Linked DNA regions of Mus musculus: regions 1, 2, 3, 4, 5 and 6 are each linked to region 7. A link is a contact called in public HiChIP or PLAC-seq and promoter capture Hi-C data. All regions are on one chromosome and are shown on one strand. The core of a region is the stretch at or near the end of the contact, and the rest is flanking DNA. Distances in the headings are between cores, read along the strand shown. Region 1 holds the start of Izumo4 (IZUMO family member 4). Region 2 holds the start of Dot1l (DOT1-like, histone H3 methyltransferase (S. cerevisiae)). Region 3 holds the start of Btbd2 (BTB (POZ) domain containing 2). Region 4 holds the start of Amh (anti-Mullerian hormone). Region 5 holds the start of Mknk2 (MAP kinase-interacting serine/threonine kinase 2). Region 6 holds the start of Abhd17a (abhydrolase domain containing 17A). Region 7 holds the start of Gpx4 (glutathione peroxidase 4).

What was found. HiChIP or PLAC-seq counts read pairs in DNA pulled down with a chosen protein or histone mark. Capture Hi-C pulls out chosen DNA fragments and counts their contacts.
Region 1: a contact with region 7 is called in a FOXA1 HiChIP or PLAC-seq map of pancreatic cancer cells. The contact joins the promoter of Izumo4 here to the promoter of Gpx4 in region 7. A contact is called at or near these places in 1 of 39 promoter capture datasets (pre-B cells), 1 of 115 datasets of contacts at active chromatin or transcription factors (pancreatic cancer cells) and 1 of 9 other capture datasets (liver).
Region 2: a contact with region 7 is called in a FOXA1 HiChIP or PLAC-seq map of pancreatic cancer cells. The contact joins the promoter of Dot1l here to the promoter of Gpx4 in region 7. A contact is called at or near these places in 2 of 39 promoter capture datasets (liver and pre-B cells) and 2 of 115 datasets of contacts at active chromatin or transcription factors (double positive thymocytes and pancreatic cancer cells).
Region 3: a contact with region 7 is called in a FOXA1 HiChIP or PLAC-seq map of pancreatic cancer cells. The contact joins the promoter of Btbd2 here to the promoter of Gpx4 in region 7. A contact is called at or near these places in 1 of 39 promoter capture datasets (cranial neural crest) and 1 of 115 datasets of contacts at active chromatin or transcription factors (pancreatic cancer cells).
Region 4: a contact with region 7 is called in a promoter capture Hi-C map of liver, with 2.5 times the contacts expected there. The contact joins the promoter of Amh here to the promoter of Gpx4 in region 7. A contact is called at or near these places in 1 of 39 promoter capture datasets (pre-B cells) and 1 of 9 other capture datasets (liver).
Region 5: a promoter capture Hi-C map of liver shows a contact between it and region 7, with 2.2 times the contacts expected there. The contact joins the promoter of Mknk2 here to the promoter of Gpx4 in region 7. A contact is called at or near these places in 2 of 39 promoter capture datasets (the C10 cell line and pre-B cells), 2 of 115 datasets of contacts at active chromatin or transcription factors (pancreatic cancer cells and thymic regulatory T cells) and 1 of 9 other capture datasets (liver).
Region 6: a contact with region 7 is called in an HNF4G HiChIP or PLAC-seq map of pancreatic cancer cells. The contact joins the promoter of Abhd17a here to the promoter of Gpx4 in region 7. A contact is called at or near these places in 1 of 39 promoter capture datasets (cranial neural crest) and 1 of 115 datasets of contacts at active chromatin or transcription factors (pancreatic cancer cells).

The regions. Positions count from the first base shown.
Region 1 is chr10:80,700,948-80,704,009 of GRCm38.p6, forward strand. It overlaps Izumo4 (IZUMO family member 4), which reads left to right and starts at 1,746. Exons shown (of 10, transcript NM_027829.3): 1 at 1,746-2,012; 2 at 2,102-2,182; 3 at 2,262-2,333; 4 at 2,783-2,809; 5 at 2,906-2,981. The coding sequence starts at 1,769. It overlaps Mob3a (MOB kinase activator 3A), which reads right to left and starts at 873. Exons shown (of 4, transcript NM_172457.2): 1 at 850-873.
Region 2 is chr10:80,753,499-80,757,001 of GRCm38.p6, forward strand. Dot1l (DOT1-like, histone H3 methyltransferase (S. cerevisiae)) reads left to right here and starts at 1,705. Exons shown (of 28, transcript NM_199322.2): 1 at 1,705-2,026. The coding sequence starts at 1,946.
Region 3 is chr10:80,654,906-80,658,477 of GRCm38.p6, forward strand. Btbd2 (BTB (POZ) domain containing 2) reads right to left here and starts at 1,589. Exons shown (of 9, transcript NM_145361.3): 1 at 1,225-1,589. The coding sequence starts at 1,580.
Region 4 is chr10:80,803,949-80,807,120 of GRCm38.p6, forward strand. It overlaps Amh (anti-Mullerian hormone), which reads left to right and starts at 1,292. Exons shown (of 5, transcript NM_007445.3): 1 at 1,292-1,702; 2 at 2,076-2,218; 3 at 2,396-2,504; 4 at 2,592-2,751; 5 at 2,851-3,172. The coding sequence starts at 1,300. It overlaps Sf3a2 (splicing factor 3a, subunit 2), which reads left to right. Exons shown (of 9, transcript NM_013651.4): 9 at 24-974. The coding sequence ends at 866. RefSeq lists a promoter at 1,114-1,334.
Region 5 is chr10:80,674,889-80,678,348 of GRCm38.p6, forward strand. Mknk2 (MAP kinase-interacting serine/threonine kinase 2) reads right to left here and starts at 1,405. Exons shown (of 14, transcript NM_021462.4): 1 at 1,193-1,405; 2 at 936-1,052. The coding sequence starts at 986.
Region 6 is chr10:80,588,649-80,591,909 of GRCm38.p6, forward strand. It overlaps Abhd17a (abhydrolase domain containing 17A), which reads right to left and starts at 1,693. Exons shown (of 5, transcript NM_145421.2): 1 at 1,527-1,693.
Region 7 is chr10:80,051,503-80,054,865 of GRCm38.p6, forward strand. Gpx4 (glutathione peroxidase 4) reads left to right here and starts at 2,063. Exons shown (of 7, transcript NM_008162.4): 1 at 2,063-2,213; 2 at 3,012-3,106; 3 at 3,198-3,342. The coding sequence starts at 2,130.

The DNA of each region.
Region 1 (3,062 bases), core at 496-2,995, 650 kb after region 7:
AGCTAGTAACCACTTCCTCCATGCTGAAGGAAGAGCTGGCTGACCTGAGAGTCCTACCTAACTGTCCCCTGACACTCCCACCCCTAGTTCCTGAGCTCCCAACTCTGCATAACGGTAGCAAATCAGAAACCAAAGTTACAAGGATACACGTGGAGCTCTGGAATAATAATTGCCCTGCCTTAACACTATGCCAACCTCTACTTGACTGTAGGCACTTTATTCTATGGAGCCTAGGGAAGGGGTGGAGGCAGGAGGGAAGAGAAAAGGCAAAGTTATTGGCGCAGACCTTTAATCTCAGCGTTCAGGAGGCACAGGCAGGGTGATCTCGCTGAGTTCCAGGATAGCCTGGGCTAAATATAAAAGGAAAGAATTAAAGAAAAGAAAAGAAAAGAAAAGAAAAAAGAAAAAGAAACTGCGGCCAAAGTTAACTTTCTGTGATCTGTTTTTGAGTCTCTCCATCCAGCCTTTCAATGGCTTATTTAGGGGAGGCCGAGGAGTGCTGAAGAGGCAGAAGTAGGGATAGAACCCAGGGCTTTCTACACACAAGGCAAATGCTTCACTCCAGAGCAAGAGCCCAGACCTTCAATGAAGTTTAACAGAAACGTGATCATTTCAAACAAATGAGTCAGCGGAGATGGGAAGGAGGATCCTATCCAGCCGCTGGAGGCTAGCCTGTGCTATCTAGGACCTCAAATATTAAACACGCTTTTGATCCATGACGCTTCCTTTCTCCCTCCTTTTGACAGATCCAGGTCCCCAGCGCCCACTCTGGGCCGGTCGCTGGACACTGTCACCCTGAGGGATGAAGTCCCGCTGCCCGCCGCCCGCCTTGGCCCTCGGAGGACCCACCTGGCTGTCCGGAACCGTCTCTCGCTTCGCCCAGTCTCCGGCCGCGCCCGCAGAGGGACACGCCCGCGGAGGGACACGCCGCACGCCCCGCCCAGGCCGCGCCCGCCAGCCGGATTTACTTCCCTTAAAGGGAAGCAGCCCGGATGGAGGTGTGGCGCCCGAGTTCGGAGGATCACGGTGTGAAAGGCAGGCGGCACTCCGCGCCCCTGGAGACCAGGACGGGCGCTGCTAATTGGCTGTAGTGGAGCGGATGAGGGGCGGGACGAGCCCTCCCTCGCTGGCTCGGGAACTGGCGCCAGCCCAAAGCGCATGCGTAAGGCGCTGTGGATGGGGTGGAGCCTGGGGACAGACTGGCATTACCAGTTGCCAATTGTAACTGGAGAGATTCAGTTACACTCTCCTGGGGAGATCCAGTAGAGCCAGCCCTGGGACAGAAGTCCGGATGGCGGTGGGGTGGGTGTGGTGACAGGCTAGAAAGGGGTGGAGCCATCCGTGGGCGGTACCAGGCCTGTAGGCGGAACCAGGCCTGGGACAGGAGTCTAATCGGGGCCTGGCCAGGTAGGGGCGGAGCCATCCGTGGGCAGGCGCTGTCTTTTTTTTTTTTTTCGAGACAGGGTTTCTCTGTGTAGTCCTGGCTGTCCTGGAACTCACTTTGTAGACCAGGTTGGCCTCGAACTCAGAAATTCGCCTGCCTCTGCCTCCCAAGTGCTGGGATTAAAGGCTTGCGCCATCAGGCCCGGTGGGCGGGACATGTCTAAGCGGGGCGGGACCAGAGTTGGAAGCATGATCAGGCCCGGGCAGGGGATGGCGCGGCCAGGGTCCACAGCGCGAGCTGTTGGTTGGTGCGGCGTGGCAGGGCGTGGCGCGGGAGGCACCGTTGGTTGGTGCGCGGCTGGAGGGTGCGGCGCTGGCGGCGCCGATGTTTGGGCAAGGCAGGCTGGGCCAGGCCATGGCCCTGCTGTTGTTTCTGGGCATGACAGCGGCGCTGGCCCGGGGCTGCCTGCAGTGCGACCCCAATTTCGCGGAGAAGTTCTCCTTCTATCGTCACCACGTGAACCTCAAGTCGTGGTGGGTGGGTGACATTCCTGTGTCGGGGATGCTGCTCTCCGATTGGATCCAGAACACGATGAAGGAGCTCCATCTGGCCATTCCTGCTGAGATCAGTGAGCGGCGGAACCCATTCCAGGGTCAGAAGAGCAGCAGGGAACCGGGCAGGGCCACTCATTTGCTTGCTTTTTCCTCCTGCCCTTAGCCCGGAAGAAGCTATATCAAGTAGCAGAAGCCGTGTACCAGAGGATGGACCAGCTGTACCAGGGGAAGATGTACTTCCCAGGTAAAAAGAGAAACAGGTGGGGCCGGTGCGAGCTGCTACGCACCTGAACTTGACCGTTCTGCTGTGACTCTCACATCAGGGTATTTCCCCAATGAGCTGCGGGCCATCTTCCGGGAGCAAGTGCGCCTCATCCAGAACGCCATCATAGAGAGTGAGCAGTGGGCTCCACAGAGGGGAAGATGATCATGGCCGCTGGCACTTCAGGGCTAGGGGCACTGGAAACAGGGCTCAGGGAGGAGTGACTCTGCAGGAGGCCCTTTTGCATAAATGTTTGCTAGCATGCCCATCACCCCCTTATTTCTGTCAAACTAGTCTCCTGGTGGCACCTAGGAACAATGGAACCATCCTTCCCTTAGGTTATCCCCATCTTTCACTGCAACTGACCCCTTCCTACATCCATGAAACTCATGTAGCACAAGCGTGTAATCCCAGCACTCAGAAATGAGGGAACGAGGCAAGAAGATTGCCACAAATCACAAGGCAGCCTAGGCTACCTTCTCTGTGCTAGGGTATCCTGGGCTACAAAAACAAGTGGGGCTGAGGTGTTGAGCTCTGGGCCTTGTCAGAAAGCACTATCCTGTTATGTCCTCCCCTCCCCAGGCCGCATTGACTGTCAGCGTCACTGTGGTAAGTGAACCATGGTCCAGGCTAAGGGCCACAGTGGCAGTGGCCCAGGCTGGGGAGGGCCCAGGGGAGTCTGGGGCTGCTTCTCATATATTGCAGGTATCTACCAGTACGAGACCATCTCCTGCAGCAACTGCACGGACTCCCACGTCATTTGCTTTGGCTACTACTGCAAGTATGGCTCATGCAGCAATCCCACTGCCCCTGGGGTCCTAGGCAAGGAAGGGGACCAGGGCCTTGGGGATACCCCACCACC
Region 2 (3,503 bases), core at 455-2,954, 700 kb after region 7:
GAGATCCAGCTGTAAGGCATTTTCTTTTTTCTTTTTTTTTTTTAATTTATTTTTATTATATGTAAGTACACTGTAGCTGTCTTCAGACACCCCAGAAGAGGGAGTCAGATCTCATTATGGATGGTTGTGAGCCACCATGTGGTTGCTGGGATTTGAACTTCGGACCTTTGGAAGAGCAGTAAGGTGCTCTTACCCACTGAGCCATCTCACCAGCCCATGTAAGGCATTTTCTTAATTAGTGATCAAGGGGGGAGGTCCCCTTGTGAGTGGTGCCATCCCTGGGCTGGTAGTCTTGGGTTCTATAAGAGAGCAAGCTGCAGCCAGGGCTACACAGAGAAACCCTGTCTTGGGAAAAAAATGTATTTAAGAGAGAGAGAGAGAGAGAGAGAGAGAGAGCGCAAGCTGAGCAAGCCAGGGGAAGCAAGCCAGTAAAGAACATCCCTCCATGGCCTCTGCATCAGCTCCTGCTTCCTGACCTGCCTGAGTTCCAGTCCTGACATCCTTTGGTGATTAACAGCAATGTGGAAGTGTAAGGTGAATAAACCCTTTCCTCCCCAACTTGCTTCTTGGTCCTGATGTTTGTGCAGGAATAGAAGCCCTGACTGAGACACCAAGCTACAGAGTCTTTTACCACGTCATTTAGTTTTGGAACGAGGGCTCACTGAGTTGCCCAGGCTGGCCCGGAATTTACTTGGTAGCTCAGCATGGCTTCTAGCTCCGGATCCTTCTTTTGGGGGCTGGCAAGCGCTAGGATGAGGGGTGGGAGCCATCTCCCCTAGATTACATTCACTCCCATGTAGTCAGGAAGAAGAAGCAGCTATCCAGAAGCGGCTGGTGAGCTGGTGACAGCTCACCTCAAGGTAACTTATTCTCAGAAGGTTTTGGGGGGAGGGAACTTAAGTATTAGAAGGATTGGAATGGCCTAAGAAGGAAATAAGTTTGGCTCCTGACTCTGTAAAGTTCTGGGCAGGTCAGAGAATAACATTGCTTTGAACTCTTAATTGAGAGCCTCCGACCTATAGGGTCCAATTTGACTGATGATTTATTAATTAACTTATTGCTCACATCTTTAATCCCAGCTCTCAGGAGGCAGAGGCAGGTGGATTTTGGTAAATTCGAGGTCAGACTGGTCAACAGAATGAGTTCCTGGACAGCCAGGGACACCCTGTCTCAAAAAAAAAAAAAAAAAAAAAAGCATGTAAATAAACAATAAGCAGATAGGCTAGAAAAGTGAAAAAATAGAAAAGCTAAAGAAGGGGAAAAATTGAAAAATGAAAAAAAAAAGAAAGAAAGAAAAAGCCAGAAAAACAGAAAAAGAAAATTGACGGGAAGGGAAGAGAAAGAAAAAGAACAGGAAATGGAAAGAAAAGAAAAAAGCAAAGCAAAGCGAAGGGACGCGAAGCAAGCCTGTGCAACTGGGATTTGAACTTGACCCCGCCTGGTCTCTCTCGCTTTCCTCCGCAGGGTTTCCCCGGGTCCCCGCTTCCGGCTGGCGGCGACGTCGGAGGGCAACCGAGGACGTGCGTGCGCCGCTGCGTGCGTAAGTGCGTGCGTCGGTCGGAGGAGGGCGAGTCCAAGGGGGCGTGGCGTGCGAGGGGTGGCGCGCGCGGCGCGGCGGGCGGAGGCTCTGGGCGCGCACCGCCTCTTGGCTCCCGGCCTCCCCCGCGCGCGCTCGCCGAGTGGTTCCGCCCGACCCCCCGGCTCATTGTGCCTTCTCCTCACGCCGGCCCAAGATGGCGGCGGCTCTAGACGCCCCGGCTCTGTGACTCCTACAAAGAGGGGAGCTGGGGCCACACGGGAGCGGCGGCCGAGGCACAGGCCGGGCCGTCTGTCCTCAGCCGTCCGCCCCGCGTCCGCCCGTGTCCGCCCGCCCGGCTTCCCGCCGGTGGCCCCGCCCCTCCCCCAACCGCCCGCCTAGCATGGTGCGGCGGCCGCGCGCGCCGACATGGGCGAGAAGCTGGAGCTGAGGCTCAAGTCGCCTGTGGGCGCCGAGCCCGCCGTCTACCCGTGGCCGCTGCCGGTCTACGTGAGTGTACTTGCGGAGAACGCGGGGGTAGGAGTCGTGGGGCTCCGCGGCGGCAGCGGCGGCGGCGGCGGGTCCTTGGCCGTTCTCGGCCCGCGCCTGCCGTTGCCCTGACGCGGCCGGTCGCGTTGTCGCCGCCGCCGGCCCGGAGCCCCGCGTCTCCAGCCTTTGAGGACCTGAGTCTGGACCGACCTTGTGGGCAGGGGTGTAGAGACTGAGAAGTCGGGGATTCCTTGCCTTTCGTGGCGACCCCTCATGTTGTCACCTCAAATTGTCACCTCACGTGCCCTCTTCCAGTCATCTGTTTCTTATCCTGATGCCTTCTCCTATTGTCCTCTATGCCCTTTCTCGTTGTCACCTTTTGATGTTCATGGGCAGGTGCTAAAAAGAACCCTAGGAAGTCAGGGGGAGGTTGGCCCTTGGGTTTGGGTTGTCCCCCCACGTTCGTGGAGTGGTAGGAGGGCTCCGAATAGTTGTTTCTTCATGTCAGGGTGCCCGGCTGAAAGAACCTGAGAAGTTAGAGAGGTTGTCATCTCAATTTGTACCTCATGTGTCGTTTGACGTTGGTGGATTGGCCTGGAGGTACATTGGAATGCTGGAGCAGTTGTTTCTTAATGTTGGTGGCATGGCTAGAGGGGACTTAGGGAGTCTGGAGGTTGTCCTCTCATGCTGGTGGGTAGAGCTGGTGCGACTCTGCAAAGCTGGAGGTGTTATCCCTTAAAGTGGAAGTGCCAGAGGCAAGTGGGTTCTGAAGTCCAGGAGGGCCTGCGGAGGTCAGTGTACTGTCCCCTTGTGGCCCTTTGTATGCTTTGAGTAGAAGATACAGCAGTGGGGTTCCCTGGTGCTGCTGAGTTCACATCCTCACTGGGGTCCCAGGGAACATGTGTGTCCTGGGATGCCCTTGCACCTGTCCTCTGCCTCTTCGAATTAGGCAGCCCTGTGTGTCCTTGAACATTCCCACAAGTGTCCACTCAACTCTCCTGAGGTCAGCAAGATGGCTCAGCAACAGTCTTATAATCTGAGTTCCATGTTTGGGACATGGGCAGAAGGGAGAGTACCAACTTCCACAAGTTCTCTGACCTCACTGTGTGCACAGACACAGCCACTCACAAATGTAATAGGAATTTTGAAATATCTGTTTGTGTGTATGCTGGTCATGGTGGCACACACTTTTAATCCTGGCACTTGGCAGAGGCAGGAGGAGTCCTGACCAACCTGGTCTATAGTGTGGGTTCCTGGTTGGTGGTCTGCCTACAAAGAGTCTGAGAAATTGGGGAGGCTTGTCCCTCTTCTTACCACGACTGGAAGGACTGTGGGAAATGGGAAAAGTTGTCCCCTGGTGTTGGTGGAGTCTGAGAGGTTGGGAAGTCCGGGAGGTTGTCTGGTGAGGCTGTCTGGAAGAGCACACTCTTTAGTACGTTCCCTCTCAGAGTTGGCTGTTCTGACTAGCCACCCTTCGCAGGGCAGTTCTGTGAGTTGT
Region 3 (3,572 bases), core at 339-2,838, 600 kb after region 7:
CAAGAGACCACTTCTCTCTTTCCCAGAGGGCTACACACACACACCCACGTCCACATTCCCCATTCCTGCCATCAAGCTGGACAAGCTACCCCACATGGTCATAAAGGTCATGTGCCAAGAACCGCACTGGCAGGCGGTACACGCTACCACAGCTTGCACAGAACTCGCAAAAGGCCTCAATCCTTTCTGAGGCTGTGCCAGACCCTTGCCCACTCCCAAAGAGCTCAACTCATCGTGGCCATGGTGAGGTCTGGGGGTGATGGCTCAGACAGGCTGGAAGCCCAGTGCTGGAGGAACAAGAGGCAAGGGTCTCTGATGGGGCCAGTAGGTTAGATGGTGTGAGGTGTGAACATGGGGTAAGAAGGGGATCTAAGGGGTCATGGGTGGGGACGGAGGGGGCCCTAGAACTGGATAAGCTGGAGGAATGTTGGGGTGACTAATGGATTCAGAGAGCAGAGAGGATCCAGGATAGAACGGAGCAGAACCTAAGGATAAAATGAAATGGCCCTAGAACCAGGTTCAAGGCAGGCAGGACCCAACAGAACCTCCAGGTTCCCATGTTTAGGAAGTACACTGTGGGGGAAGGGGGTTGTGGGAACCAGGTTCAGGTGAAGGGGTCAGGAATCCTAAGGTAAGAGCCTGAGGCTCCAGATTCAGGGTCCAGGGGTGGTGAAAGGTCTGGGTGGGGTGTAGAGTCTGAGGTACATGATCCTGGGTGGAATGCAGATTCTTGGGGTGCAGGGTTCTAGGATGCAAGGTCTGGGGTGCAATATCTAGGAATAAAGAATCTGGGTGCAGTCCAGGCTCTTGGGATTAGGGTTGGGATGAAGGGTTCAAGCAGACTGCAAGGTCTGACTGCAGGATTTGGGATGCAGGATCCTGGGATGCAGGGCCTGGATAGGGGTGCAGGTCTGAGGTGCAGTCTTGGGTGGAGTTCAAGGTCTTGAGTGCAGGGTTCTAAGGTGCTGGTTCATGGGGTGCGGGGTCCAGGTGAAGTGCAGGATCCGGGTGGGGGAACAGAATGGGGGGGTGCAGGCTCTGAGTGGACTACGGGGTTTAGAGTGTGCGGGGTCCAGGTGGAGTGCATGGTCTGTGATGAACGGTCCCGGGTAGGGCGCAGGGTTTCAGGGTGCTGGTTCCTGGGGTGCAGGGTCTGGGTGGGGTTCAGGGTCTGGGGATGCAGGGTCTGGGGTTGCAGGGTCCGGGCGCGTCCCGGCGGCCCACCTGTGCGCGGGGACGCGCTGCGAGCTGAGCCCCTTGCCCACCAGGAAGTGCACGTCGCACAGCACCTCGTTGTTGAAGAGGAAGGCGAAGCGCTCCTGCACCGTGGGCTTGGTGGCCTGCCAGTTGTACACGGGCTCGCGCAGCAGCGCGCCTGGGCCCGCGTCGTCGCGCTCGTCGCCCACGGCCTGCGCGTCAGTCCCGGGCCCAGGCGGCGGGGACGGGGGCGGCGGAGGCACCGGGGCGCAGGCAGCGGCGTTGCTGGGGGCGGCGGCCGCGTTAGCACTGGGACCCAGGCTGCCCGCGCCGGCCCCGACCCCCGGCGGGCAAGACGCGCGCCCGCTGCCGCCCGCCGCCATCTTGTCGCTGCGGCGCGGGGGCGGAGCCACGGAGGGCGTGGTCATGGGGCGGGGCGTTTGAGAGGAGGAAGGGAGGGGCGGGGCTAAAGAGAGCCGAGACCTGAGAGGGGCGAGGGGAGGAGACAAAAAGGGAGGAGCCAACGGGAGGACGGGAAGGGGGAAGAAAGGGCAAGGCTAGGGAGGAGGATGGATTGGAAAGGGAAACGGGGAGGGAGAGAGGGAGGGAGGGAGGAGAGGAAGATGGAGAAGCGATTGTGAGCGTAGAGAGGAGGGGAGGGAGGATGGGCGTGGCAGGGCTAGGCCCAGGATTGGTGAGACAAGGAAGAGGAGGGCCCCGAAATGCCAGAGGAGGAAGGAGAAGGGGAAACAGAGGAAAAAGGGACCGAGAGAAATGAGAGGGAGAAATGGATACTGGGACAGAGAGGAGGGCAACAGGAGGGGTTGAATGGGAGGAAAGAGAAGGATGTGGTAACGGGGGAGGAGCAGAGACAGGAGGTAGGGGAGGTAGTCCGGGCCATGGAGGCGCAGGCCATCCCTGGATTCGAGCAAGGGCAGGAGGAGAAGGATGAGGAGAGGCAGGGAAGGCATGGAGAGGTAAAGGACAGACAGAGGAAAGAAGCAGGAAAGACAGCATGGGGAGGGGAGGGGAGGGGAGGGGAGGAGGAGGAGGAGATCACACAGTGGAGGAAAGAGGCCCAGACTTGAGGTGAAGGGGCGTGGTGCATCTGAGCACCCCGGGGCTAGAGGGCGGGGCCACAGGGTCTAGATGGAAGCCGACAGAGGAATAGGGATGGAGGGAAAAAGGAAGAAGGACAGGCCTTTGAAGATGGTGAATGCGGGAAGGTTAGGAGAAACGGAGAGGAACAGAAGGAAGTGAGGATGTTGAGGTCTCAGGCCCTTGATCCCACCCACACAATGCTCCTGAGCCCCTGAACCTAGCCAATCCCGGCTCTGCCTTAGGCTGTAGGACATTAAGAACCCAAACTAGCTGGGCAGTGATGGCGCGCTCCTTTAATCCCAGCACTTTGGAGGCAGAGGCAGGCGAATTTCTGAGCTCTAGGCCAGTCTGGTCTACAGAGTGAGTTCCAGGACAGCCTACACAGAGAAACTCTGTCTCAAAAAAAAAAAAATAATAATAATAATAATAATAATAACCATAATAAAAAGAGCCCAAACTAGACTGTGAACCCAGAAAGGGAAAGAAGTGGAGTGAGGGGTAAGGTACAAAGAGGAGGAGAGGACAGGCCAGGCCTGAGGAAGGAGAGACTGGAGGAGGGGCAGGAATTACTATGTATCTGGGCATGGTGGGCAACACCTGCCATCCTAGCACTGGGAGCCTGAGGCAGGAGGATCACAAATTCAAAGGTGGACAAAGCTACTCAGGGAGGCAGAAGGGGAAGAGAGGAAGGAGGGCAAGCTTTGTTTCCACAGGTTAATTAACAGGGACTGACTGGCTTAGTCCTGAGTCTCACGAATCTCATCTGGAAACAGGCTCAGCAGAGGGACCAATAAAAGTGAAGAAAGAATCCTAGCACGAGGATAAACCATCCAAACAGATTTCAACAGCCTGGATCAGGCCTTGCCTGCAAGCCGCAATAGCTCAGGGCCTTTTGTCCTGACAGCTAATAAATGTCTTTACTGTTCTGGGCAAGTCTGCTCTGTTTTTCTGTTATTTGTAGCCAAAGGCTGGGAGTTGAGGCAGCTCTCCTAGGCCGCCATCTTTAAACACCTGCCATTAGGGACTTTGCTCTTGAAGTGCTTATGACAAGCCTGATTTGATCACTGGGACAGTCAGGGGGTTCACAGCCAGTTAGCAGTGGACAGGAAAGGATTGTAAACGGAATGTCCTAGTACACACATGGTGGCAGCATTAGATGCATGCTTGTAAATTCTGCCCAGAGTGTGGTGATACATGCCTTTAGTTCCAGCACTTGCAGGCAGAGACGTAGGCAGACCTCTGTGAGTATGACGTCAGCCTGGTCTACATAGCAA
Region 4 (3,172 bases), core at 42-2,541, 750 kb after region 7:
GTCACTGACCCTCTCTCCTACAGTTTTTTCTTCAGTTCCACTTTAAGATGGAGAAGCCCCCAGCACCTCCCAGCCTCCCAGCAGGACCCCCAGGCGTCAAGCGGCCCCCGCCCCCACTCATGAATGGACTGCCTCCTCGCCCACCACTCCCTGATGCCTTGCCCCCACCTCCACCTGGTGGCCTGCCTCTCCCTCCTATGCCCCCCACTGGGCCTGCTCCCTCTGGGCCCCCTGGACCTCCCCAGATGCCCCCACCAGCTCCTGGGGTGCACCCCCCGGCCCCAGTAGTACACCCACCAACATCTGGAGTCCATCCCCCAGCTCCTGGGGTACACCCCCCAGCACCAGTGGTCCATCCACCAACATCTGGGGTCCATCCCCCAGCCCCTGGAGTGCACCCACCCACCCCTGGAGTGCACCCACCAGCCCCAGGAGTGCACCCACCAGCTCCAGGTGTCCACCCACCAGCTCCAGGGGTACACCCCCCAACTCCAGGGGTGCACCCACCAGCTCCAGGGGTGCACCCACCAGCTCCAGGGGTGCACCCACCAGCTCCAGGGGTACACCCTCCTCCATCAGCTGGAGTTCATCCTCAGGCTCCAGGGGTACACCCACCTGCTCCTGCAGTACACCCTCAAGCCCCTGGGGTACACCCCCCAGCCCCTGGGATCCACCCTCAGGCACCAGGGGTTCACCCTCAGCCGCCTCCTGGAGTCCACCCTGCTGCCCCGGGGGTCCACCCTCAGCCTCCAGGGGTTCACCCCTCAAATCCTGGGGTGCACCCTGCTCCTATGCCCCCCATGCTGAGGCCCCCACTCCCCTCAGATGGCCCTGGGAACATGCCTCCCCCTCCCCCAGGCAACTGAGCAGTCCCCCCACCAGCCTCTGTTGTCTGTGTGGTCTTTTCCCATTGCCAGTCCTTGGAAGGTTTTCTATTTGTCCTGCCTTGAGCCTATTAAACAGCCTCCCCCGTGTCTCCCTGTCTGCTGTGTGTTTGGTAGTGGGGAGGGTGGATACTGCTTGTCTCTGTTGAAGCTGTGGTGACCTGGGGCGTCCTCCAGGTGGGCTCCCCAGGGAGATGGGAGCTACTCAAGGACAGCTCAGGCCTCTGCAGTTATGGGCCCAGCTCTGAGGACAGAAAGCCCTTTGAGACAGTCGCCTCCCACCTGCTGGGCATGAAAAGTGCCAGGCACTGTCCCCCAAGGTCACCTTTGGTGTTGATAGGGGCGTCCCTCCCAAGCAAGCAATCTGGCTCAGCCATACATATAAGCAGGGCCACCCGGACCTTGCTGTACCACCATGCAGGGGCCACACCTCTCTCCACTGGTACTGCTGCTAGCGACTATGGGGGCTGTGTTACAGCCTGAGGCGGTTGAAAACCTGGCCACCAATACCAGGGGCCTCATCTTCCTTGAAGATGAGCTCTGGCCCCCCAGCAGCCCCCCTGAACCTTTGTGCCTGGTGACAGTGAGAGGAGAGGGGAACACAAGCAGAGCTTCCCTGAGGGTGGTGGGGGGTCTGAACAGCTATGAGTATGCCTTCCTGGAGGCTGTCCAGGAGTCTCGCTGGGGACCCCAAGACCTGGCCACCTTCGGAGTCTGCAGCACTGACTCCCAGGCTACCCTGCCTGCCCTGCAGCGCCTTGGGGCCTGGCTAGGGGAGACTGGAGAACAGCAGTTGCTAGTCCTACATCTGGCTGAAGGTACGTGATGGACTCTGTCTCAGCGCCCATGATGCCTTGGGACTGAGTGAGTTAGGGCAGAAGCTGGGGGAGGGGGGTTTGGGGGAGGGGGCCTCGCTGGATTGCTAGGCAGAACCTTATACACCCTTTCAGGAACTGTAGTGGGCAAGATGGCAGGACACACCCCAATGATCACACCTTCCAGACAGATGACAGCAGAGCTGCTGTGTCCTTACAAGCAAGGTCTCCACACCTTGGATCAGGGTCCCTCAGGCCTACATGGCCCCAGAAGATCTCCAGTGAAGAGTCCAGCTGAGGGAATTTCTGTAGGACAGATCTTGAGGGACTGAAGCTAATGGCCTCAGAGACTCAGTCAACCAATATTTGCCCACAGTGATATGGGAGCCCGAGCTCTTGCTGAAGTTCCAAGAGCCTCCACCTGGGGGAGCCAGCCGCTGGGAGCAGGCCCTGTTAGTGCTATACCCTGGACCAGGCCCCCAGGTCACAGTCACAGGGACTGGACTGCGGGGCACACAGGTACCAGAGACTGGCATGGGCCCATCCCCTAACAGCCTTCTGGTTGAGGTTGTGCCAAATGGAAGGGTTGGTGGGGTTAGGAGTACACCTGGGAGGCTATTCCCAGTATGGCAGGGGTGGTGCCTGTAGCCTGACCATCTTCCCCAGTCCTGCTGACAAGAGTCCCTGTGTCCACAGAACCTCTGCCCTACTCGGGACACCCGCTATTTGGTGCTAACCGTGGACTTCCCAGCGGGGGCCTGGAGCGGCTCGGGCCTCATCTTAACCCTTCAACCAAGCAGAGAAGGTAGGTCCTGGCAGAGGGGAGGGGACAGAGTGGAAGGAAGCTGCCCTTAACCCCAGCCCTCAGCCAGCACGTGCCCACCCTCTACAGGTGCCACCCTGAGCATCGATCAGCTGCAAGCCTTTCTATTTGGCTCTGATTCCCGCTGTTTCACGCGGATGACTCCCACCCTGGTGGTGCTGCCACCCGCCGAGCCGTCACCGCAGCCAGCACACGGCCAGCTGGACACCATGCCTTTCCCGCAGCCTGGGTGCGCACAGGGATGGAGGAGGAACTGGGACGTTGGAGGGGGTAGTTGGTCCACCATAGCCTCTTGTGCTCACAGCTGGCCCACTTCGTTCTATTCCAGACTGTCCCTGGAGCCTGAGGCCCTGCCACACAGCGCCGACCCCTTCCTAGAGACCCTCACTCGCTTGGTTCGTGCTCTGCGGGGACCTCTGACCCAGGCTTCGAACACGCAACTGGCCCTGGACCCTGGTGCGCTGGCCAGCTTCCCACAGGGCCTGGTCAACCTGTCAGACCCCGCAGCACTGGGACGCCTGCTCGACTGGGAGGAACCCCTATTACTGCTGCTGTCACCCGCTGCGGCCACGGAGAGGGAACCTATGCCGCTGCACGGCCCCGCTTCTGCTCCCTGGGCAGCGGGCCTGCAACGCAGGGTGGCAGTGGAG
Region 5 (3,460 bases), core at 155-2,654, 620 kb after region 7:
GGAGGTTGCAGTGGGGCAAAGCATACCCATGTGCCAAAGGGTTTCCCCAACAAGGCTTCATCCCCTCTGATCCCAACCAACCGCACAGGCCAGCTTGAGACTACAGTGGACAGATACAGGGTTTCCCTGGAACTATATACACAGAAGTAGGGGAGACGGGGCTGAGAGACTGCAAGGAACATCCAGCCACTGACCACAAGCCAACCTAGGGGAGCTCACAAAAGAGAGAGCTAGGACCTGCTGACGTGCTTTCATCCAGAACAAGGCCAACCTGGGGGACACAGAAAGTGTGGGATCACATACAGAAAGTGGGTGGGGAGCACAAGACTGAGATCAGGCTGATGGCGAGGGACATAGAGCCACCAATCAGTGGTGGGAGTGGGTCCTGAAAGAAAGAGCTACTAGGCAGCCGGGGACAGGTTGTAGCCTGCAACAAGCACACACTGCAGGAAACAAATGTAAAGTCCATCAGAGACCACATACAGAGGTAGGAAAGCCCGGGCTGAGAAACTGCTAGGGACACAGCCACAGATCACAGGGGAGCCTGGGGCAGTTCATGAAGAGTTAGTAGGCAGCTAGAAGCAAGGCTGCAGCTTACTGACTCTCCCAACCAGCACAAGACAGGCCTGGAAGTTGCAAGGAACAGAAACACTCGATTTGCCTAGGATCACACACAGAAACAGACGACTGTGATCGGGCTAACTGCAAGGGACACAGAGCCACCAATCACAAGCCTGGGGGTGGGGGTTGAGGGTCCTAGAAGAGAGAGCTACTAGGAGGATGGGGACAGGGCTGCGGCCTGCTGACCCCCACCACCTCCAGCACAAAAGTCCAATGCAAGCACCCCTCCCAAGCCCTGCACCAGCCTCCCGAGTAGGCTCTGCTTATCCGTCGCACCCGTCACTGCAATGGGACCCCCGGACAGGACCCCTCACCTTGAACGAACGGTGGAAGCCCTGAAGTTCGGCTGTTCTCTTCTGCACCATCTTCAGTCCGGGCCCCACCAGCGGGGGAGGGGACGCGGGGCCCGGGGGGCGGCTTGGGAGGCGACCCTGCGGGCGGAGGAGACAAAGGACCGAGGCTGAGAGAGGCGCTCGGCCGGGCGGAGGCGGCCGGGGCTCGGCGGAGCTCCCGCGCCTGACTCGGGCTTCCTTCCTCCCTCGGAGAATGTCGCCCTTGGCGCCGCGCTCACCGGGGTCGGACACCGGCCGGGGTCGCAGCGCCGTCACCTCACCTAGCACAGCCCGGACCCCGCTCCGAGGACTGCGCGGGGAACAGCGCCGCCACAGCCACCGCTGCTGCTGCCGCCGCCGCCGCCGCCGCCGTCGCCGCCGCCGCCGCCGCCACCGCCGCCACCACCGCCACCACGGACCCCTCCACTGGGCCGCTGCCGCCGAGAGGAGCCGCGCGCGCGGCCGGCGCGGCCACCTTTATAGGCGCGGTCCCGAAGTTACCCCGCCCCTCCGCACCAGTCTCCGCCTTTCTCAGGGAACAGAGGAGGCGGAGCTTCCAGGAGCGTCGAAGGCCGCAGCGAGAAGAGCACGCCGGGGAATGCAGAATACGGCTGCGCGCTCCCGTTTAAGGGGCGGAGCTTAGCGGGGAGCGGAGTGGAGCTGCGCAGCGACCGTGTTGGCGACTCCAAACACGGCTGCGCACTTCGAGCTGGCAGGGGGAAGGGGAGATTCCGAGGGAAGTGGGGCGCGAAGCTTCAAGCGCGCCTGCGCACTCCCACGGTGGGGGCGGAGCGTGAAAAGATACTCGACTGCAGCCGCGTGACCTGGCTGGGGGGTGGGAGAGGACTGTGTGGAGAGGCTGGTGACCAGCCTCCGGAGTCGCCTGCGCCTGCGCAGAAGGGTACTGAAGGCTTCAGTTTGGGCCGTGAGGCCGCCTTCTCCTGTGTCACAGTTGGCCCGCTGGCTTGCGCGCTGCAGGTTCTGCTCCCTGTCCTTGAGCCGGGTGCCGCGTTCAGCTGCCGAAGGAGGGCAAGCCAGCCCTAATTTTACTGAATACTGATGCCCTTGTCCTGTGCTCCAGCTCTGCAATCCGTGATGAACCCTTCTTGAACCTCTTGGGTCCTTTGCAGCCCTCGGTGGGGATAGCTGGGACAAGAAGGGGCTAGGATCCCCGATTCAGGTTCGGATACAGTCAGACCGCGTTGTGCCTGCTGCCTCGGCTGCTTCCGTGCACAAAGAGGTTGTTTTCCCTCTTCAGGGTAGTTTGTCTACAAGTTTTTACCACCACCCTCTACTGAGGCTGGAGCCTCATGAACCTCAAGCAGCTCTTTGTGTGTTTGTGTGCACTCACACAGGTCCTCGTCCGTGTGAGTGTGTGTGCCTTATGCATACAGGTGCCTGGAAAGTCAGAAGAGAGGTGAAATTACACGATGCCTGATGTGGGTGCTGGGCTGTACCCTGGGTTCTCTGTAAGAGTAACAGTTTGGCTTAACTTATGAGTCATCTGTCTGACTCCCGAGCCTCATTGTCGTCATTAGTGATTGCATTGGCAGAAATGTTTGTCTCTAATTCAGATTGTCATGCCTGTACAAGGTTCATTACCTGGACAGATTTGGGCAGGGGATAGAACTTCAGCTCAAGGCAGTCAGGGATCAATTCCTGGCAGACTCAAACAAGGGTCTCTACTCAGCTGTTAAAGGAGTTTGCCACCAATTATAGCCTGAGCCCATTCCTGGGACACATGTAAGAGAAATAGCTTCTACCTGTGGCTAGCTGTAGCATGTGTGTGTGTGTCCACGGGGGCCAGCATGTCTCTGTAGTTTGGGGCTACCTAGCCAGATCCTATCTCAGGCTAACAATTCAAATAAAACATGACACCCACATTCAAGCGTGGCCCACCTGGGTCAGCCGTTCACACTGATGGCAGCAAATAGCTCTAATCTATTTTGTTTCCTGCAACTTAGTTCAAATGCTGGGAAGAAAAGCCAAATTACAAAGCCCTCGTTAAGGTGTGAGTTCTGTGCCCTAATCCAGACCTGTCCTGAGACTGCCTCCAGGAGCCCTGTTAGAAATAGGGAAACAGGGGAAGCTCACGGGATAGGAAGCTGTACTTGACACGGGTTACTTCTTCCTGGAGTCCTTACCAGTCACGAGGCTAAACCTTCAGAACTGGGATGTGTGGCCCCTGCACTGCACACACCCTGTGCAAAAAGTTCTGTGAGTCTGACAGCCAAGTACGTCTTCCAACTTGCAAATGGCCACCTGGAGTCTACATGGCTGCTCAGAGGGAGCCGCCTTTTACCACACTTTTATCTCAAAAGGGCAGCCAGTAGGAACAGGAAGGGGATGTTCACCCTATAGGCACCAGGCAGGGACTGGGAGCTGCTCACTCAACCCTGCCCTGCCGTGCCCAGGCAAGCTGCCAACCTGCTGTCAAGTCTCTCCCTCCAGCCGCCTGTTTACAAGCTAGGCTCCCAGCGGTGTGGGACTCTCAGAGGCCTCCCAGC
Region 6 (3,261 bases), core at 443-2,942, 540 kb after region 7:
AGACAAAGTGAACCAAGGCCAGGAAAGGGAGTGCTGTCCCTCACACTCCCCTCCGGGTCACTCCCATCATCTTTAAGCCTGCTGGTTCCATCAACCACCACCTGAACCTTTCCCCAACTGCACTCTAACCTTACGAAGGTCCATCTCAGCCGCCGCTATCATTCCGTGTCAAAGGCTTGGCCCTCGCTACTTTGACACTTTCTGCAGCACACACCTATTGAGTGACCTCCCTTCTAGAGTTGTCCTTCCTCCTCCTAGTCACAGACCTCATGCCTAGCCACACATCTTATCAGGTGTGTAATTTCTGGGGTCTCAACCTGCAGTATGTTTTCTAGACAAGTCAAGCAAGGGGAGGCCTCAGTTTCCTGCCTGTGGCTGTCCCTACGTATGCCAGTATCCTGAGTCTGCCATATGGGGAGGAACTCTCAGTCATGATTCCAGATACTTCTACAGTTAACTAGTTCTCCATCCTGCATGGGGCAGGACCTGGAAGACCCACTTCCACTCAACAACCATGTGCAGGGCAGCCAGAGAAAATAAAGCTGTGGAAGAAAGACATTAAAGACATAAGCCTCTGGGACCTGCCAGTGTTATATGGAGAGGACAGACAGCATGTGGGACCTCATGTCACAGATGGGGCCACTGGGTACTGTAAGCCGGGATTATTCACTCACTGCCACAAAGCCCAAGCATTGTGATCACAGACATAAAACCAGGCCCTGGTGTTACAAGCAACCAAGCTACTGTAAGGGCTCTAGGATGACCTACATATGACTGTCTGCTCTGGCATGCCTCACCGGGCCAGTCATAGTAGGGAGGCAACCCTCTAGGAGCTGAAGAGTTCAAAGAATGTAGGGTTGAGGGAGGTGGCTCAGCAGGTAAAGGCACTTGCTACCAAGTTTGAAAATCCGATTTGGATCAGGGGACCAGCATGGTAGGAGAGGACTGACTTCAGGAAGCTGTCCTCTGCGTGGGCGCACACACGTGAAAAAAAGGAAATAGCTCAGTGACAGAGGACCGCAGAGGTAAACCCGGGCAGCAGGAGAGGATTCGAAAAACTGCAAGGGCTCCCAGGGGAGCAGGGTCTGCTCAAGCTGCACCCTCAGCAAGAGGGTGCTTCAGCAAGAGGGCTTCATCGTGGGGGTGATGAGGAACCATAAAGGAGTCCTGGGCTGCAGAAAGGAAGCCTGCAGTGGGCCCCCGCTGGCAGGAAGACGCCAGGTGAGTGGCAAAGGTGGCCGGTGAATGTCAGCAGACAGATGTAGACAGAGAGGGTGTGGGACAGTGGCCTGGGTCTGCGGCTGGCCCGGGCGTTTCTTGGGGACACAGCCGTGTCCTGAGGAGGTTAAGCGACTGCTCCAGGATCGCTGCACTGGGACATGGGGATGCCAGGGACACGGTGGGTGCGCTGGTCTCACAGCCATCCCCGGAGAGCGCAGGGAGGTCTCGGACGCAGGGCCCCCGCTCGATTCGGCCCCACACCATAAACCGCCGCAGCCCGCGCGCGCCCGCCCGCCTGCACTCACCGCCGCCCGCGCCCGCCGGCCCGGGGGCCGCACTCCATGGCTCCCGGCCGCCCGCCCGTGCGTCCGTCTGTCTGTCCCCCGGGGACCCCGACCCAGCCTCCTGCACCGCCACCACCGCAGCTCCGCCGCGGGCGGAAGTGAGCTTGACCTAACACCGCCCCCGGAAGTGATGCGAGGCGAATGCGCAAGCGAGGAGGCCTCTGGCTGTTTATGGGGGCGGAGCAAAGCGACCGCGAAGCGGATTGGGTAGGTTGTTGTGAGGGCGGTACATGTGCTGGAGGTGGGGCCATGAGAAGGAGGAGTCGGATTTCTGGGCGGGGCTCAAGATGGAAGGCGGGACTTGGTTATGCGGGCGGGGCTTTATATGGGGGCGGGGCCTCAATAGAAGTGAAGGTGAATGGTCTGAAGAAGCTTGGCTGGCGACAAGGTGCCCGGTGAAGAGCGGTCTGGGGGCGGGGCCTGGAATAAAGGCGGAACCGAATGGTCTGGGGGCAGGACCTGGATAGGGTGTGACTTTGACCGGAGTAGGGCTGCGTTCAGAGGATGGGATTTGCATTCCCAGTTGATTGGTTAAATTATCCTTGCCTTCCCCCTCCACCCCATCTGCTCATCCCCTCCGTGAATTCCTGGAAGAGGCAATAAAATGAGTTTCTCTCAGGATCTCAAGACAGGAGCTGGAGAGGTGTTCACCCTTTAAGAACACTACACATCCCAGGACCCACAAGGTGGTTCTCAACCACCTGTAACTCCATTTCCAGGAGAATCTACTCCCATTTCAGGCTTCTTCAGATACCCGACAGACACATAGGCAAAACACCTTTACAACCCAATTTTTTTTATTTTATGTTTATTTATTTATTATATGTAAGTACACTGTAACTGTGTTCAGATACTCCAGAAGAGGGCGTCAGATCTCGTTGTGGATGGTTGTGAGCCACAATATGGTTGCTGGGATTTGAACTCAGAACCTTCGGAAGAGCAGTCGATGCTCTTACCCGCTGAATCATCTCACCAGCACCCTACAACCCAATTTTATTTGTCTGTGTATTTACATTACTGCGCCATGGAGCGCCTGTGGAGGTCAGAAAACAGTTTGTGGGAATCCTCTCTGTTCTACCGAGTGAGTCCCTGAGATTAAACTCAGGTTTTCTGGCAAGAGTCTTTTACCCACTGAGCCATCTCACTGGCCCTCGTTTTGAGTTGAGTGTAGGGGGCAGAGGGTGTTCTTTATCTGTTTATTTTATATGTATGTGTGCTTTGCACTCATGTGTGTGCACAACAAATGTACCCAGGGAGGGGGTGTCAAATTCCCAAGAACTAGAGTTATGGGCAGTTGGGTTGCTGGTGAGCCACTACATGGGTTCTGGGAACCAAACCCAGGTTCTTCACAAAAGCAGTAAATGTTCTTTGTTTCTTGTAGTCTTTCTCTTTGTATCCTTGGTTGTCCTGGAACTCATTCTAGTCCAGGGACTTGAACTCAGAGATCTGCCTACCTCTACCAAATGCTGGGATTAAAGGCATGCACCTTGAATTGCACCCACCTACTGTACATGCTCTCAACCATTGAGCCATTCCTCCAGCATCCCCGACTAGGTTTTTTGTTTTTTTGTATTTTTGGGGTTTTTTTTTGGGGGGGGGGGTTCAAGACAGGGTTTCTCTGTATAGCCCTGGCTGTCCTGGAACTCACTCTGTAGACCAGGCTGGCCTCGAACTCAGAAATCTGCCTGCCTCTGCC
Region 7 (3,363 bases), core at 813-3,312:
TAGGGGGATCAGGAGTTCAAGGTCATCCTTGGCTACAAAGTGAGTTTCAGGCCAGCCTGGGCTACGTGAGACCCTGTCTCCAAAATAACAATGAGGTAAAAGTCAGGCTCTGTCCAGAAGCTGGTAGCTTCTCAGGAACTGCCAAGTAGCTTTTCGCAGAAGCCCAGATCTTCATTTCCCAACTGGCTGAATTAGGGTGAAGTTGGGGTCACTTGGGAGAGGAAGGCACTCCATATGCAGATCCCTCCCAGAGCCTGGGGCTGGGTTCCTGAGTGGCCGCCTTCAGCCCCAGCCCTTCAGCCCCAGCCCCTCGTCCAGAAGTACGGGCCTTTGAGACGCCCTGTGAGGGTGTGTTGTGTATTTACAACTTAAGCTAAAGCTCAAGTGCAAGTCCCTTAGAGGTCTTCAGTGACTCTCAGTGTCACCCCAGCTTGGGGGCTGGGAGGAAACAGCTGACTTCCTGAGGCGGGGGGGGGGGGGGGGCCCTCAGGGCAACTGAGAACTTACAGGACAGGATTGGGCAAGAATGTATCTGACACCCCAGATCATCTTAACCTTGGGGGGGGGGGTGTCTGCCCGTGGGGCGTGAGCTCCCTTGGACCCAGATCCCCGGGAGGGCTCCTGTCTCGCGGATGGCTTACTCCAGGGTTCAGAAAAAGAGGATTGAAGGGATTAGAGTCCAGGCGAGGGCGTGGACAGGCAGCTGAGCTGAGGAATGTCCTGAGTCACTCCTGTGACACGGGGAGGGCAAAGGGCCCAGTGCTGGGCTGAGAGCTGTGGGGGCTGGACAAGGCCATAGGTGAAGTTGCAGGAGGAACTGTTGGGCCTTCAGCTTCTCACTTAGGCCCCTAAGACCTGTGGCTTCTTTGATGTAGGCAGGGACCTCTGAGGACAATAGTAACTATTTATATGTCTCTTGCCACCTTGCTTTCCTGACACAGGGTTCACTGTAGCCTTGGCTGACCTGGAACTTGCTTACCAGACCAGGCTGCCCTCTAGGCTCCAAGGGCTGGGGCTAAGAGTGTGACCACTAGGCCCATCTCCATCTTGGTTTTGAGGCAGGTTCTCTCTCTGACCACGAGTACTTGGGTGACCTGACTTAGCTGCAGGGATGCTCCAGCCTCGGAATCGCAGGTTCTGGAATTACAAGAGCATCCTTGTGCACCAGATTGCGTGGGTGCTTCGATTGGGACATAGTCCTGTGTTTTCATGGCAATGGCTTTCTCACCAAGCCCTCTTATCACCCCCTCAAATCAACTTCACAGGAATCAATATCTACAGGTGACAAGATAGGGCCTGGTGTCATTGACCTATCTATCACCCTAGTACCTAGGAGTCTAAGGCAGGATTGCTGAGTTCTAAGACCGGCTGAACTGTAAAATTGGGGGTCGAGGGGGGGGGGAGAAGCTACATCTGGGGTTCGGGACTCAATGGGTTGAGAGCCCTCACTTGCATGCTGCAGGTTCTGGGTTCCATCCCTACACCTCATGGCAGCACACTTTTGCCATTCCATAGTTTAGGTTAGCCTGAGCTACAGGAGGCAACCTCTGATAAAGAAAATAGAAATGGAAGGGATGTGGGGATTGGCCGACACCGAGATCCCAGCACTCAGTAGGCTGAGGCTGGCGGTCCAGGGGTTCAAGGTCATCCTCTGCTATATAAACAGTCCAAGGCTAGCCTGGGTTACATGAGATTCTGTTTCCAGTAGAAAAAGGAGACTCCTGTACTTTCAAAGGGGCTCTTTAAGGGGATGACTTTGACACGCTTTCTATTCCCAGAGGTTCCCCAAAGCGCCCTGGCACCCTGCTCCGCTGCAGGCAACCTCGCGGATAACTGTCCACAGCCCTCCAACGCGTCGTCCGCGAGAACGCGGCTCCCGTTTCTCCCGCGTCCCTATCACTGGGCATGCGCAGTTGCTGATAACAACAAACTCGTAAGCCCAGCCCCGCCCAAGCCGTCCCTTCATTCAGGCTTCCCATTGGCTGCAGGGGCCTCGCGTCTTAGCGCAGGCGCATCTGACCAATAAGAGACGTCAGTGGGCGTGCCCGAGGGCGGGCAAGCCATACTCGGCCTCGCGCGTCCATTGGTCGGCTGCGTGAGGGGAGGAGCCGCTGGCTCCGGCCGCCGAGATGAGCTGGGGCCGTCTGAGCCGCTTACTTAAGCCAGCACTGCTGTGCGGGGCTCTGGCTGCGCCTGGTCTGGCAGGCACCATGGTGGGCTACTGGGAACTTGGAGGATCGCGGGTGGGGGCGGGGTTCGGAGTCGGGTCACCGTATCCAGGGTGGAGATCAGGGGTCGTGGGATCGGTTAGCTAGAGAAGGGGGCACCCAGGTGGGAAAGCGGAGCCTGATAGGCATCTCCGGGGTTGAACAAGGCTAGGCCTCGGCGCGGGAGGTCCTTGGGCGGTGAGAACCGGTGTCGGGGTCACCATAGCGGGCTCTGACCTGGTCACGCGCCCTGCCCGGCCTGGTGCGTCACAGTCGGCGGCGCCTTGGCTACCGGCTCTTTGTCCCCGCGCTGTGCTTGGGACGCACAGACCGGCGGGCATGGGCCGCGCGGCCGCCCGCAAGCGGGGACGCTGCAGACAGCGCGGCGGATCCCCGAGAGGCCGGCGACGCCGTGGACCTGGACGCCAAAGTCCTAGGAAACGCCCGGGCCCTCGGCGAAGGAAAGCGCGCGCGCGCCGCCGCAGGAGGGCGCGCCCTCGCCGGATGGAGCCCATTCCTGAACCTTTCAACCCGGGGCCTCTGCTGCAAGAGCCTCCCCAGTACTGCAACAGCTCCGAGTTCCTGGGCTTGGTGTGCGGCCAGGGATACCCCTGCCGTCCTCTTCCCTGGTAGCATATTCTAGGGGTGTCCACAGATCTTATCAGGACGACCTGAAAGGGGCGTACTTAATGGAAGGAACCTTGAGACTCCTCCACCTAGTGCCCCAGGACTTTCTTTCTTTGGCACCGGATTCTTCTCCCCTAGGGGACCTGGGTTAGGACACTCAGTTTTCCTGTTTTACAGTGTGCATCCCGCGATGATTGGCGCTGTGCGCGCTCCATGCACGAATTCTCAGCCAAGGACATCGACGGGCACATGGTCTGCCTGGATAAGTACAGGTGGGTTTCTAGTCATATGGGCGGTGTGCATGGCTGGTCTGAAAATGGGGATTTCCTGACTGGCTTCATTCCCACTCTTTCTCTCTCCCAGGGGTTTCGTGTGCATCGTCACCAACGTGGCCTCGCAATGAGGCAAAACTGACGTAAACTACACTCAGCTAGTCGATCTGCATGCCCGATATGCTGAGTGTGGTTTACGAATCCTGGCCTTCCCCTGCAACCAGTTTGGGAGGCAGGTGTGTGGCTGTTCCCCAGGC